Regions from separate parts of the Gossypium hirsutum genome. Here region 1 is linked to region 2. A link is a contact called in public Hi-C data. All regions are on one chromosome and are shown on one strand. Each heading gives the region's core, a stretch centred on a gene start, on an enhancer-like site or on the middle of the called end of the contact. The rest is flanking DNA. Distances are from core to core; before and after follow the strand shown.

Region 1 (7,395 bases), core at 2,757-5,256, 45 kb before region 2:
AACAATGGAAAATAGATGAGTTTGATTATAAAGATTCGTTGCCATGGAAGTATGAACAAGAAAGATTCAACTCTCGGAAATCATTGCCATGTCAGAATTATAGAAGTGACAAAATCATTGCAAATGAAGGAGCTTTGAAGAATGAAATTACTATGAACTGATTTTACACAGAAAAAGAGAGAAGTATAATCAGAGAAGAGGTTCAGAAAGTGGTTCAGAAAGCTCCATTTCATTTGAACTCTGTTGCTGTGTCTCTGGTTTATGAAACCCTACAAAGTCCAGCCCAAGCCACTGCCATGGCCAACAAACATATCTCGGTCCATTTCGACCCCTTGAGTCTTCTCGTGTTTCAAACTCTTCTAGCTGACGGGTAAGCTCCTCTACTCTTTCCCTCAGCCTACTTGCCCTCATATCTGCCAGCTTCAATGATTTCTCAGCTGCATCTCTTGCTGCCATGGCAGCAGCAGCAGTTTCTTCTTTGAATTTTAGCTTCTTCTCAGATTCTAACATGGCTTGCTTCGCCTCTTCAAGCTCCAGCTTAACTGCTGATAGCTGCGGATATTTATTAAATCATGATGATTAGGAGTAAATTGATATCTGGTAATAAGAAAAATAATAAGATACAGATGCATCACATCAAATAATTAGGTGCAACTGACTATTCCCAAACATTTTCTTGTATTTTTAAAGGCATAATGATAAATTTATCCCCTAATGTTTACCCATTTTGTCTCTTTGGCCCTATTTTTTTTTTTTTCACTTTGGCCCTCAACTTTCAAAAATTAGTCAAATTGGATTTTTTTGGATGAAAAAGCTAACTAAACTGTCAAAATTTTAACAGCATTATTGGATTTGTTTCACTTTGCCCCTAATGCTTGACATCCATGTTTTCATAATAGCCTTTTTTTCGTTCACTGGATTACAAAAATACACACTATCTCCTGACAATAACTCATCAGGTTGGTTGATTCAATAATTCTTCTCAAGAAATACCATCCACAAAAGAAACCAAAAAAAAAAACTCTTTTTGAGGTTATTTTTGGTAAGTTTCTCCAGCTTATGCCCTATGGAAATGTTATACAACTACAAGTTATCCAAATATATTGTCACTTATCCTATATCTAGTAAACAACCGCTTCCCTCCCCACTGGAAGTATGTACATCAACCAAACACAAAAACACAGTTTTGGTTTTAATCTCATTTTACAATCCAAACCTACTTGACTTTACAACATAGCCTATATGATTCTCCTATTATTGCGGCATATTATTCTTTAACGTTAGATGCATTTGATCTTGTCTAGATGTGTTAAGATTCAAACCTCAGTCTACAGCTAAATTGTAAATTCCATACTAGCAGAACTTCAAGATGATGACTACTCAAAACTGCCACCACAAAGACCTTCGATAACTGTTCACAAAACAAGATATATAGTATCTATTAAAAGACCTGTAGCATCTTAGCAAACATACCTGAGCTAAGAACTCTTGCTCTACAGCTCTTCCTGCAGCAGCCTCTTGCTCAGCTGCTGATTTCCATCTTGTAATTTCTTCCTCCGCAGCAGCAATGTCCATCATAAGTCCTTCAACCTTCACATTAGTTAAGTCAGCATTAAATGTCCACAAAGAAGCATAAATGCAACTTAGTCAGTTCTTCTAACACTTAAAATTAACCTAAGAATCTGATAACTGTACTCCAAGAAAATGGGAACAAACATTAAGCTAGTTTACTGTAAAAATTAGAGAGAGAGATGTTACTTACACTTTCATTTGCTACTCTCTCCTTCTCTTCAAGCTCCTCTATACGATGCATTCTTTGGTTGAGCTCCTTGGCTTGAGCCTCCACATGTTCTTTAAGTACACTCGACTCTGCCCTTAATACATTAGAACAGTATGGAGTTCAGTTCATGCAGAAAAACTCTCTATGTTAACCTATTCTACTCCTAATATTCCTTTAATCGTCCCATACAAAAGCAGGAGGATAGAATATTGATTTTGTGCAATTTTAAAAATCCGAAATAACAGGTACCTTAATTCCTCCACAGAATGCTGCAGTTCAATTATCTCAAGCTGAGATGTTTTGACAATATTCTCCAAAGCACCAGCCTGTCAAATGACATAATAGAACCTCAAAAGGGAAAGATATGACCTTGAAACACTATGCAAACTTAAAGAGAACATGTAACAAATCAATGGCAATAGAAAAAATCTAACCAGAGTGTATATTTCATCCTGGTCTGAGCCTGGATCTCCAGCTTTATTTCCATCGCCAATAAGATTACTAAATTTGAAGTCAATTCCAGCCTCTCTCAAACCATTCTCAGCAGTTTGAAACAACTCGTTAGTTTTGGACTTATTTTCAGATACCATCCTCCTGGACAATGCACTCCTAAGTAAAGAACCAATATGTTCTTTCTCCTTAATCAATCGAGCAACTGTTTCGTTTAAACTCTTTACTTCACGATTCTTTTCATCCACTAAGTCCTTTGTTTTCCCAGCAAGAATTCCTGTTAATTCATAGATAGACTCCATCCCCGCCAAACAAGCGCGTATATTTTCCACAGAATCTGTCTCTTGTGGAAGAAAAAAGGACTCCGATACATCTGACTGATCCATATTATCAGCATCAACAATCTTAATAACATCATAAATAATTTCATGAATTCTAGAAACGAAATTCAACTGATCAACCAGTAACGGTCTCTGTAATTCCATCCTCATCTGCCAAATTTTCAATTTATCATCATATTCACTGGTCAAGTTCCTCAACTCCATTAATTCATCCTGTGCCAAATTAATCTTCTCCGACATCTCTTTTTCAATCTCCCCAATCTTCCCATCCTTTTCAGCTATATTCTTCTCTAAATTTTCAATTATATTAGTTTTCTTTGCCACCTCATCTCGTAACCCACTTAATGTAGCTTCAAGCTGAGAAACTTCAATGGCAATTTCGTAATTTCGTTGCTCTATCTGCTCCCTGGCTTCGTTTCTAGATTTGGTTGTGGTTTCGATCTGTTTAACGAGCTCTTCAACGATCTCGTTTGTTCTTTTGATGACTCCATAAGCAACGGAGGGCAGTCCGGTGTACTTTTGCGATCGCGGCAATCCTCCAGCAGAGAAGTTCTTGAAATTATTAACTTTTCCAGATATTTTTTCTATACCTGAAACAAGCATATGAGCAGAAGTCTCGATCTCCGATCGCAATCCATCTTTTCCCTTGGACGCTTCCTCCAATTGCTTCGCCAAATCTTCTCTCTGTTTCGTAACCTCGACTTTAATCTTATTAGCTTCAGCTAATTGCGCCGTTAAGTTATCGTTCGATCTCAAAGCTTCTTCTTTCTCGCGGAGAGCTTCGTCACGTTGTCTCCCACACTCATCTCGCTTCTTAATCGCCTCGTGAGCCAAAGCTTTTAATCGATTAAACGAAACTTGAAGTTCTGATTTGGAATTCTCGGCAGCTTCTCGTGCTTGTTTCTCGCGATCGAGCTCCGCCAGAATTTCACGGAATTTCTCGACCGATACATCCTCTCGAGACGGATCTTTAATAACAATCGGTACCGGCTCATCAGACTCCACGTCACTGAGCACTGCATCGACTTCTTCATTGCCCGCACTCGTCATTTAAAAAAGAAGCCAATTATTTATATAATCGACAGTAAAAAATCCCGTATTTTGGTGCGATCCGAACCCTAGAATTGGAAGCAGAGGAGGAAGATAATGGAAGTAACCGATCGATATTAGTTGAGAAGGGAGGAAGGAAATGAAATCATTGAAATAGGGAAAAAAACAGGTGAGGATAAATTACGATTAAATTATAACCAGAAATTGCTTCCAAAAAGAGGTCTAGTGAAATTAAGATTAAGAGAAATAGGGGTGTCGTTACCTAAACGAGACGGTGAAGCCGAAGAACAAAGAACACGATTAGCTACCAACCAGTCTCTCCTTGGTCTCTGGTATTTTATTTTATTAGCGCCTTGAAAGGAAATTAACTTCACAAGGAAAACAATTTTAAAATTTTAAAATATGAAATTAAAAGGTTTATGTTTTGGTGAATATACGGCTTAGATGGTGCCACGTTGAGTAGCTTCTTTTTGGTATTCTAATTTGACGGGTCAGATTGATTAAGAGGATTACGTTTTAGGATTTGACTTCCAACCGGAAAATTTAGGGGTTGAAAAAACAATTAAATAAACCCTTAAATGCGAATAATTTCTCGTAATTGCACTTAAAAATTATTGATTTCTTATGGTCCGTTTGAATAGACGGTTGATAGTGCATTTAGTTATTTTTTCTCTCACATTATAATATTTAATTTCACTTTCATTATTATTTTTATATTAATAGTAAAAAAATTCATCGTTCATCCAAATGCATTCCTAATTAAAAGTTAATAGTGTAGTTTTTTAATTTAGATTTAATTATTAATTTCTTAACATTTAAGTTCCAAGTTATAAAAATGATAAAACTTTATTCCAATTTATAAAAATGATAAAATTTTATTCTAAAAATATGAAAAATATGAAAATATTAAATAAAATAAAAATTTTCAAATGATGAAAAAATAAAAAATGAAAACTTTTAAAAAATAAAAAATCAAATAAACTGTTACAAATAAATGTGGATGTCCAAATTCTAATCCCTTTATTTATGAGATAAAATCCCTCTCATTCATTATGAAAGTAAATATGCAAGTTGTGTTAATGAAGCACTTAACTAAGCTTCATTTATGTGTGTTGTATTAAATGGCAATAATTATAAATAAAACCCTTATATGCGTGAAATGAGATACGCGAAAATTATCTATTGATTTGATCTATTGTTTACTTTTTTAGTATTCTTTTACTTGATTATTTGATAACACGTTATCTGCCTATAAATCTTCCATTAAACTATATACGACATATGTATTTTCATAATTGTTTTAATTTGTTCATCATATTTTGATAGAAAGAGAAATATTCAAAGCATACAAATCTTTTTTTTGTTAAACTATTTGATTTTTTCACCATTTTTTTAAAAGGTTAGTAATTTTTTTCAATTATTTCAATTTGTTTTAATTTATATCTTATTTTCTTGATCTAGATAATTTGCATAAAATTTTATATTATATTATTTGTTTGTTTGTTTTACATTGCTGCTTGCATACTCTTTCATGGATTTATTATTTATGGACTACGTGGTAGATTGGGATTTCATGTTAATGCATAATGTTATATGTAACCTATCAGGCATTTTTTGAAAGAGATTTGTTGTTTGTTAATTTTGTGTGTTTTGCATTCAATTGACATGTGCATTAAGTTCCTAATTTTATTTAAAATATGATTGGCCAATACACTATTTGACATTTTCTATAAGTAGCTCTTGAAATTCTTGATGAATATTACCTCTTTTATTGTTATTACTGGTCATAGTTTTTTCCATTTAATTTGTTGATTTATGATGGAAGTTACCACTTCTCTTTCTTTTTAAATATCCACCATGCATCATTTCAACTTAACCAAGTAAACCTGGTTAATTATTGATCATTATGCACTGGTAAAATGTAATATATATTTTTAATGCATTTAGTTTAGCTATAATAACTAGATTTTACGGGCTAGCAAGGTTAGTACATGCTAACTTGTATAAAGATGATCAAAGCTCACAAAGAATTTTTCTTTCCAGCATTTGCACCCGAGAATTTCTTTATGGGTTTCTATACCTCCACCTTTGTTTTATTTGTAGTAATGAGAATAATATTTTTAAAATTGTTTATTCCTTTTATTTGATGTTCACATGTAGCTTAGTGGTAATCTTGATTGCGTCAATAATTCTCTGCTTACTGTTTAAAATGTTTTAAAAAGTATTATAAATTGATATCATGTATTCTTATAGCTAAACAAAATAACAAGTTATTCGTTTCACTAATTATGCTCCATTCCCCGAAGTGAATGTAGCAATACATAACAATTATGAAAAATGAAAATATAGAGTTCATGGTTGTCATTGTAATTGAGGATGTGGTTGGAAATGTACTAATAACCAGTGATACTTCTAATCACTAGAAAACGAATAATAATGTAAAACAAAAAAATTGTAGTCAAAATATTTGAAGGTTATTGAAAATTCATACTACCGATGTGGTATAAAAATGCATTAGTCATGTACCTGACGTACGTTTAAGCATCTAGTAAAACTTTATCAAAGCATCCATTAAAAGAAGAAGAAGAACAAAAACTATATTGAGGCAAATTTCGTTAGCCCAAAATGATGAAATGAATGATAGCTTTTTCAAATATATACATATATATATATAATGCTAAAGCTAACTATGCATACAAGGATGGTGATTTTAAAGGCGTTAATGATATAGCTTATTTGTATGTTTCTAATTTTCCTCATAAAAAATAGTTTTATATATTTTCCATGACTATTTGCAATATTTCTTAAATAATGTTTTCTTTTAAAGAAAAATATGAAAATTTCTAATTTTTTGGTTAAACCCAAGAATAAATACATATGTTACATAGATTTTGCTATAACATATTCTATCTTTAAAGGTAAAAGATTATTCTCATTTAATATCTTATTAGGTAAATGCGAAAGTAATAAAAGGCTTCAGAAGAGCTATAATAGTATTTTTCAAGGGTAAAGTATATTATAGATGATGCATTTTTTTCTTTAAAGTCTAAAAAAAAATAGCTTTATAGATATTCACTGAAATGGATATCATATCAAGACTACAAATGAGAAAATATTGAATATCTATATGTTAAAATGTTGAATGTGGAAAGAAATATGTTTTGCAAAGAGTATCTGCTTTTCATCAGGTTATACTATGCACATATTAATGCAATTAAGACACATGTTACTACAAACTAAAAGTTTGTAAAAGCACATACTTTTACTATTTGATATGAACGGTTAGACCATCCTAGATCATATATGATGAAAAAAAATAGAGAATTCATATGGACATTCAGTACGGAACAGAAGTTTCTTTAACTTAAAGAATTCTCATGTGTTGTTTATTCTCAAAGATAATTGATTATTACAAGCTCATTAGTTAAAGTTGAGATTTAGAGTTTTGCGTTTCTAAAATGAATATGGGCTCATTCATCCACCATGTGGATGGTTGTGATATTATATGATTTTGGTAGATGCATCTACAAAATAATCAATATGTATTATCAACGCACAACTTGTCGTTTGTGAGATTGCTTGTTTAAATGATCAATTTTAGATTATACAATTAAAACAATTCATCTTGCTAATGCTGGCGAGTTTACATTCCAAACTTTGAATAATTATTTTATGTCAATTGGGATAAAAGTTGAAAATCCTGTAGCTCATGTTCACATGCAAAACGGTTGAGCTGAATCGTTTATCAAACGCCTCCAACTAATAGTTAGATCA
Region 2 (7,542 bases), core at 3,051-5,550:
TCAGTTAACTTATATAGAAAAGATCTTAAAGAAATTTTACTTGGATAAAGCGCATCCATTTAGTACCCCGATAATTGTATGATCATTAAATGTGAATAAAGATCAATTTCGTCCTTGCAAAAATGATGAAGAGTTTCTTGGTCCTGAAGTACCATATCTAAGTGCCATAGAGGCATTGATGTATCTTGCAAACAACACAAGACCTGATATAGCTTTCATTGTAAACTTATTAACAAGATTTAGTTCTTTTCCAACTCGTAGACATTGAAATAAAATTAAACATGTATTTAGATATCTCACAGGGATTATTGATATGGGGCTATTTTATTCAAATGATTCAAAATCCCTATTAGTTGGTTATGTTGATGTTGGATATTTATCGGATCCACATAAATGTTGATCTCAAGCTGGATATTTATTTACATGTGGAGGTACTGTCATATCATGGCATTCAACAAAGTAGACATTAGTTGCTGCCTCTTCAAATCATGTTGAAGTAATTGCAATGCATGAGGCAAGCCGAGGGTGTGTTTGGCTAAGGTTATTAACCCAACATATTCGGAAGATATGTAATTTTTCTTTACAATAAAAGATGCCAACTATCTTATACGAAGATAATGCAACATGTATAGCTCAATTGAAGAGTGATTACATCAAAGGTGACAGAATGAAACATATTTCACCAAAAATTATTCTTCAATCATGATCTTGAGAAGAAATGTGACATAAAAGTTCAACAAATTCATTCTAGTGATAATTTAGCAGATCTTTTTACCAATACATTGTCAACTTCAATGTTTGAAAGGTTATTACACAATATTGGAATCTGTCAACTGAAAGATGTAATGTGATATTGTCATTCGGGGGAGTAAAAAACACGTTGCACTATTTTCCTTTAACCAAGGTTTTGTCCCACTGGGTTTTTCTAGTAAAAGTTTTTAACGAGACAACTTGTAACAGGAGATTGTGTACTCTTTTTCCTTCATTAGGTTTTTATCCCACAAGGTTTTTCTTTATAAAGGTTTTAATGAGGCACAATTTTCTCTAGTGGACATCCAAGGGGAAGTGTTACAAATAAATGTGGATGTCCATATTCTAACCCCTTCATTTATGAGATAAAACCCCCTTATTCATTATGAAAGTAAATATGCAAGTTTTGTTAATGAAACACTTAAGTAAGCTTCATTTACATGTGTTGCATTAAATGATAATGAATTATAAATAGAACCCTTATATGAATGAAATGAGATATAAGAAAAATTTCCACTAATTTAATCTTTTGTTATTTTTTAGTATTATTTTATTTAATTATTTTATAACACAAATAAATTAATAAAAAAATTAGTCGAAGCACATATTTGTTTAAGTAATTGCTGCATCTATAAATGATGATAAACTTTTTTTTTAGGTGTCCCATAAGTTGACTTGTGCATGAAAGTGAGATTAACTATTTCCTTAAAAGCCACAATTAAATAAATCAATATAGTGAGATATATAACCCAGTATTTATGTTCTGAAAATATGCTTTATTGTTTACCTTAGTTACATTCACTATAAAAGAAATAGTTTTTTTATGCAATATCCGAATGAGTAAGTTGATATAAAAGAGATTTTAGTAAAAAAAATGTGTTGATTAATTTTTTTATTAAATTTTTTATTGATTTATATTAATTTCTATAAAAAAATCCGTTTCTATTTTTTTAGTTTATAATATTTTAGCTTTTCTCATAATTTTTATATATTATTAATTTTTTCATAAGTTGAGTTTTTTTTTTGAAAAAATTCGACTGGATTTATTAAATAAGAAAACAAAACAAAAGTTTGCTTTAACACTAGGCCTAAAACTCAAAACAAATAGGTTCTAACACCATACAAATAAATCAAATAATAGGGAAATAGACCCAAAAGCAGTAAAAGGACCTCGGGCAACTAAAATAGCTAACAAAATAAAAGAAAAATAGGAAACTTAAATCCTAAAAAAATATCTCCAGTCGACAGAAACAACTGGATTACTTAAATGTCATTTCTCTTTTCTCTGAGTCGTCACAGTCATTAAAAGTAGAGCTATTCATATCTTCAGAAAATCTTTAGGCTTTTGCAATACGTTTCCAAGGCCAAATCCTATCATCAGTCTGGACATCTTTGCTTTAACCTCTCCATCTCTTGTTGAATCTACTCTAAAATGCCGTTCTCTAGGTAAAAACCCACACCTTCCTTCAATGTTTCCTTTGCTATAACATGCGCAAGAACGTTTGCTGTTTTTGGGGTAAAATGAAAGCCTATTTCTTGAAAAAATGGCTTCGCATCTTGAATATCTCTTGTAATCCCTCCTATAATCGATTTGTCTCTTTTCGTGCTCTGACATTTTGTTATAACGGTTCTTGAATCACCAAATATACCACATGCCTGGAGGCCCAATGAAAACCTTAATCTTACTGCTTCTAATCCGGCATATGCCTCCATTGCAAACGGTGAGGCAACATTTGAGTGAATGACAGACTTTGACGCCAAAATTTCCCCTCGCCTATCTCTAACCACCAGCCCTGTGGTGGATTTGGAAGAATACTGGTCAAAAGCCGCATCGAAGTGAATACTTACGTTTGTCCTTCGGTTGTCCTAGTTATAGAGTCTGCCTGTTTCACAGATACGTAGTTTTTCCTCTAACCCATGCATTTCTGAGTTATTATCTGTCTTGAAATGTCTCTGCTATTTGAGATTTTATTTTCATAAATAAGTTTGTTTCTGTTTGACCAGATAAGCCAGAGCCCATAGCAGTAAAGGCGACACTGCTCGTTTGTCCTCTGAGTAAATACCCATATGAGCCATTCCCATATACTCTGAATATTATTATTGAGTACCCAAGTAAAACCTAATTGACTCCAAACTTCCTTCGTTGTAGGGCACTGTCGAAAAACATGGTTGCTATCTTCCTCTGCTTGTCTGCATCTAGGACACCCAGCTTCAGTAATCACTTTTTTCAGTTTGAGATTAGCAAAAGTAGGGATATAGTTCCAAGAGATCTTCCATACTGTAATTTTAATTTTCGAGGGATATGTAAATTCCATAATTTTCTATAGAAATTTTTATTTTCGACCTGTATAATTTCGTCACTAGGAAATCGAGTAGACTTCTGTAATAGTTTTTAGGCGCTTCGAACAGAAAAGATGCCTGATGGTTCTCTTCCCCATGCTTGGAAATCTTCATGTATCGATCTTGCCAAAGGGATCTGCATAATATTTTTCGCGATATCAGCACTAAAGGTATTAACCGGAGTATCTGCTTTCCATGTTCTATTGTCTTCATTAATCAACTTTGATACTAACTCCTTGTTTGTATTTCCTCTGTAATTCTGCAACTCGTCTGCTTCATGTCCTGGAATCCAGGAATCTGACCAGATGGAAATGTGGTCACCCTTACCAATCCTCCAACACAGCCCTTTCTCTAACAATCCTTTAGCTGACCAGATACTTTTCCAGGTAAGTGAAGGTAAGTTACCTAATTGAACACTTAAAAAATCAGATGATGGATAATATTTGGCTTTTAAAACTCTTGCTAACAACGAATTTGGATAAGTAATTAGACGCCAACCTTGTTTAGCTAGCAACGCGATATTAAACTTGTCAAGTTTTCGAAATCCAAGATCTCCCTCTTCTATAAATGAACAGATATCCTTCCAGGCACACCAGTGAATGCCCTTCTTACCCCTGTTTGTTTTCCACCAGAATTTTACTATTAATCCTTCCAATTCGGCACATAGAGACTTGGAAAGTAAAAAACAAGACATTGAATAAGTTGGGATGGATTGTAAAACGGCCTTAATAAAAACCTCCTTCCCCTCTTGAGAAATATGCTTAATGCTCCAATTTTCAATTCGTACCTGGAATCTATCCTTCAAATTTTGAAAAGACTCTTCTTTTCTCCTACCCACCAAATTCGGCAAGCCTAAATACAGTTCTGGATCGGTTGAACTACGAACTCCGACCACTCTGGTGATCATTCTTTTTTCCCCCTCTTCTGTCTTAGAGCTGTAGAAAATGGTGGATTTTGAATAGTTCACCTTTTGACCAGAACATGATTCAAATTCATGAAGAATCTGGTTCAATGAGGTTGCTCCTCTTTCTGTAGCCACCCCAAACAAAATGCAATCATCTGCAAATAATAAATGTGAAATTTGTGGACCACTTCTGCTTGCCTTGACTCCTCGAACTATTTTTCCTTTCAATGCTGACCTCATAAGACTAGATAATCCTTCCCCACAGAATAAAAATAAAACGGGCTCAGAGGACCCCCTTGTTGGAGACCTCTAGAGGGAAGAAAAGTGTGATCGATGTTATCATTAATAGCCACCGAATAAGACACAGTAGTGATCATTTCATCAGCGAGTCAACCCAATCTGAATCAAAACCCATTTTATTCATTATTTCTTTCACAAAACTCCATTCGACCCTATCATATGCTTTACTTGTATCCAGCTTCACTTCCATAAACCCTTTTTTCCCTATTCTCTTGTGCTTTCAAGTATGAAGAAGCTCATAGTCCAGTAGTACATTATCAAAGATTAACTTTCTGGGCACAAAAGCACTTTGTGCTGAATCAATACATTTATTTATCATAATTCAGAGACGATTAGCAATAACTTTGGCAATCAATTTATACAGCACATTACATAAGCTAATAGGTTGAAATTGAGTGATATTCAAGGGATTCACCACCTTCGAGATTAACACAATATTTGTCTTATTAATTGGGCTCATATCCATACCTTCGTTTAGTATGTTAAGGCAATAAGATGAAACTTCTTCCCTTATAATCGACCAGCATTTCTGGTAGAATATTACCGGAAAAACATCCTCTCCTGGTGCCTTTTGGACTTATTCCCCTATAATCGACCAGCATTTCTGGTAGAATATTACCGGAAAACCATCCTCTCCTGGTGCCTTTTGGGCCCATTTCTTTTAATGCCTCACGTATCTCCTCTTTCGAGTAGCGTGCCTTGAGTTTTAGATTGTCTTCTTCTTGGACACAGCGATCAATTCCCTCTAAAACGTGATTATAATCTCCTCTTCTTCCATCCAAGAACAGATGTTGAAAATATGATCTTGCTATTTCTTCCATTTCCTCCTAAACTTCCGTTTCCCTACCATAGTCCATTTGTAATTTTTTAATAAGATTCCTCCGTTGTCTTGTCTCTGCATCGCTTGCTTCGCTTGCTTATGGAAAAAAGGCAGCGTTCCTGTCACCTAATTTTAACCAATTAATACGCGCCCTTTGTTCCCAATACCGCTCATCTTTCTCAATCTCTAAGCTAAGTGCAATTTTTGTATCAATAAGTTCCACCAAATTTTCATCACTTATGTCTTCTTCTAGTAGTTTTGCCAACTTTAATTGGAGGACCTCTTTCTTAATTTTTCTACTATGTTGAATGTCATCAGCCCAATTCTGTAACCCATTTTGAACACAGTCCAGTTTATGAAGTAAGTTCCCATTTGAGCTTTCCCATATACTCTTAACCTTTCCCAAGAATGATTTCTCCATAACGTAACATGCTTCAAACTGGAACTTTCTTTTACCTTGCCTCCCAACTTCACGTATTGTGGTTCTAAGCAATGGACAATGATCTAAGAAGGAATGAGGGAGATGTCGAACTTGATACTCTGGGAAGAGAGACACCTAATCATTATTAGCTACACCTTTGTCCAAACGCTCTTGAATATTATTTTCTGAAAAATTACCCCTTTCCCATGTGAACCCGTTCTTAAAAAAGCCCAAATCAGATAAATTACAATGTTCTAGCGCCTTTCTAAAAGCTTTCATTCTCCATTCCTCACGAAGTAAACCATCTTTTTTCTCAAACCCATATAGAATTTCGTTGAAGTCTCCACGTACCATCCATAGAGGCTCTTCAGCATGACCCAATTGTCTTAATAGTCTCCACGTTACATCTCTATCTTGATGATAAGGTGATCCATGAAACCCAGTAAATCGCCATTTATGATATTCATCCACATCTTCTATTATCACATCAATATGCCTTCCCGAGAAACTCTGAAGTTAAACATTGATATCTCCTTTCCAAGCCAAACATAACCCACCCCTAGAACCACTTGAGTCGACGTCAATTCCATTAAAAAAACTAGAACTTTTGCGAACTTATTCCTTACGACTTCTGCAAACTTTTGTCTCCATAAAGAAGACTATTTGAGGATTATATAACTTCAGCGAATGTCGAGGTCTACGAATTGTCTGGGGACTCCCCAATCCACGGACATTCCAGCTTAAGATTTTCATTGCTTTTGGTCGGCATGCCTTGTGGTAGCCGCCAATAAATAATTAACTTCTTTTACCCCCTTGCTTCGTGTCACCTTAAAATTGTCCTCTTCACTTCCTGTTAAATCTTCACCTTCCCCTCTAGCCCTCTTTTTACCTTCCTCTCCAATTAATACACTATCTTTAAGATCATGATCCATAGTAATAGGCAGATAAATGGGGAATGAATTGTCGGCCCTTTGATGAGAATTATATAGTCACCTTTCCAAATTAAAACCCAAAACAGGATCAGTATTATTCTTGGTTTCAGCATTTTTTCCAACAACCCCGAACTTGTTTCTTGGGATTTTACGCCTCACTCGACTTTCTCCCCATTACCCTTCCCTTTCCTCACGTAGTCAAACGCTTTTCATAGCAAGAGCTCTTTGGGATTGAGCTCTCAACGATAAATCCCATCCCATTTTAGCAATTTCCACTCCTACCGTCATTTTTGCTTCACAGAAGGAATCACTATGGCCCAATCTACCGCTGTAAAAACAAAAAAGTGACAGTCTTTTATATTTAAAATGAACATATGAGCATTGTCCATTAAACATAAGCTATTTCTTTCGTTTCAAGGGATGACGAACATCAACTTGAACTCTTATACGCATATAATTATGATTTTCTTTCCCTAAATTAGAACCATCATATTCCATAAAAACCCCTATGAAATTTCGAAGTTGTAAAGCCATATGCTCAGAGAAAAGCCCAATAGGAATATTATAAATCTGAACCCAAAAGGGAGTAAAAATTAGAGGGACTTTCAAAGGATCCTCCCCCCACTACATCTTGTATAGTACCAATAAATGATTATTAAAAGTCTAAGGAGAACCCTTCAAAACTCTCTCCATATCCATAACGTGAAAAAACTAAAACAAATACCTTTTCTCTCCCAGATCCCGGATTTGAACACCCGTACAGGATGCTACAGATTTGCCATGGTACTTTTCATTGCTGGAAAGTGGATGATATGGCTATAAAGAAACAACCCACTAGATGAAAAACTCCTATCTCCCTTACTGCACTTTGCTCTACTTGTATTTGCAAGATCTCTTCTTCCTCCTCATTAATTGTTAATTCAACAAATTCCGACTCCATAGCCTCAGACCAAATTTGATTGAGGATCAGAAATCTCGAACGAAAAGGAAGACAATGAGTATGACCACGTTGACTATTGCAAATGGCTAATGAACATGAACCAATGACTAATACCACGTTGAATATCACTATTTA

Evidence for each region. A called contact is a pair of places that touch in the nucleus more often than the background predicts.
Region 1: a contact with region 2 is called in a Hi-C map of leaf, with 4 times the contacts expected there. The contact joins the promoter of LOC107886536 here to the enhancer-like site in region 2. A contact is called at or near these places in 12 of 34 Hi-C or Micro-C datasets (anther, callus, fibers and 2 more).

Annotation. Positions count from the first base shown.
Region 1 is chrA03:95,884,188-95,891,582 of Gossypium_hirsutum_v2.1, reverse strand. It overlaps LOC107886536 (paramyosin), which reads right to left and starts at 4,006. Exons shown (of 6, transcript XM_016810525.2): 1 at 3,884-4,006; 2 at 2,215-3,689; 3 at 2,030-2,106; 4 at 1,763-1,874; 5 at 1,474-1,590; 6 at 6-552. The coding sequence starts at 3,621. The coding sequence ends at 190.
Region 2 is chrA03:95,839,744-95,847,285 of Gossypium_hirsutum_v2.1, reverse strand. No RefSeq gene overlaps it. Among protein-coding and RNA genes, the nearest start is that of LOC121225794, 11 kb to the left of the region's middle. Within about 2 kb of position 4,300, at least 8 of the 9 cell types and tissues checked have an H3K27ac peak or open chromatin away from gene starts, as enhancers often do. A contact at or near this core is called in fibers, hypocotyl and leaf, where this site is marked.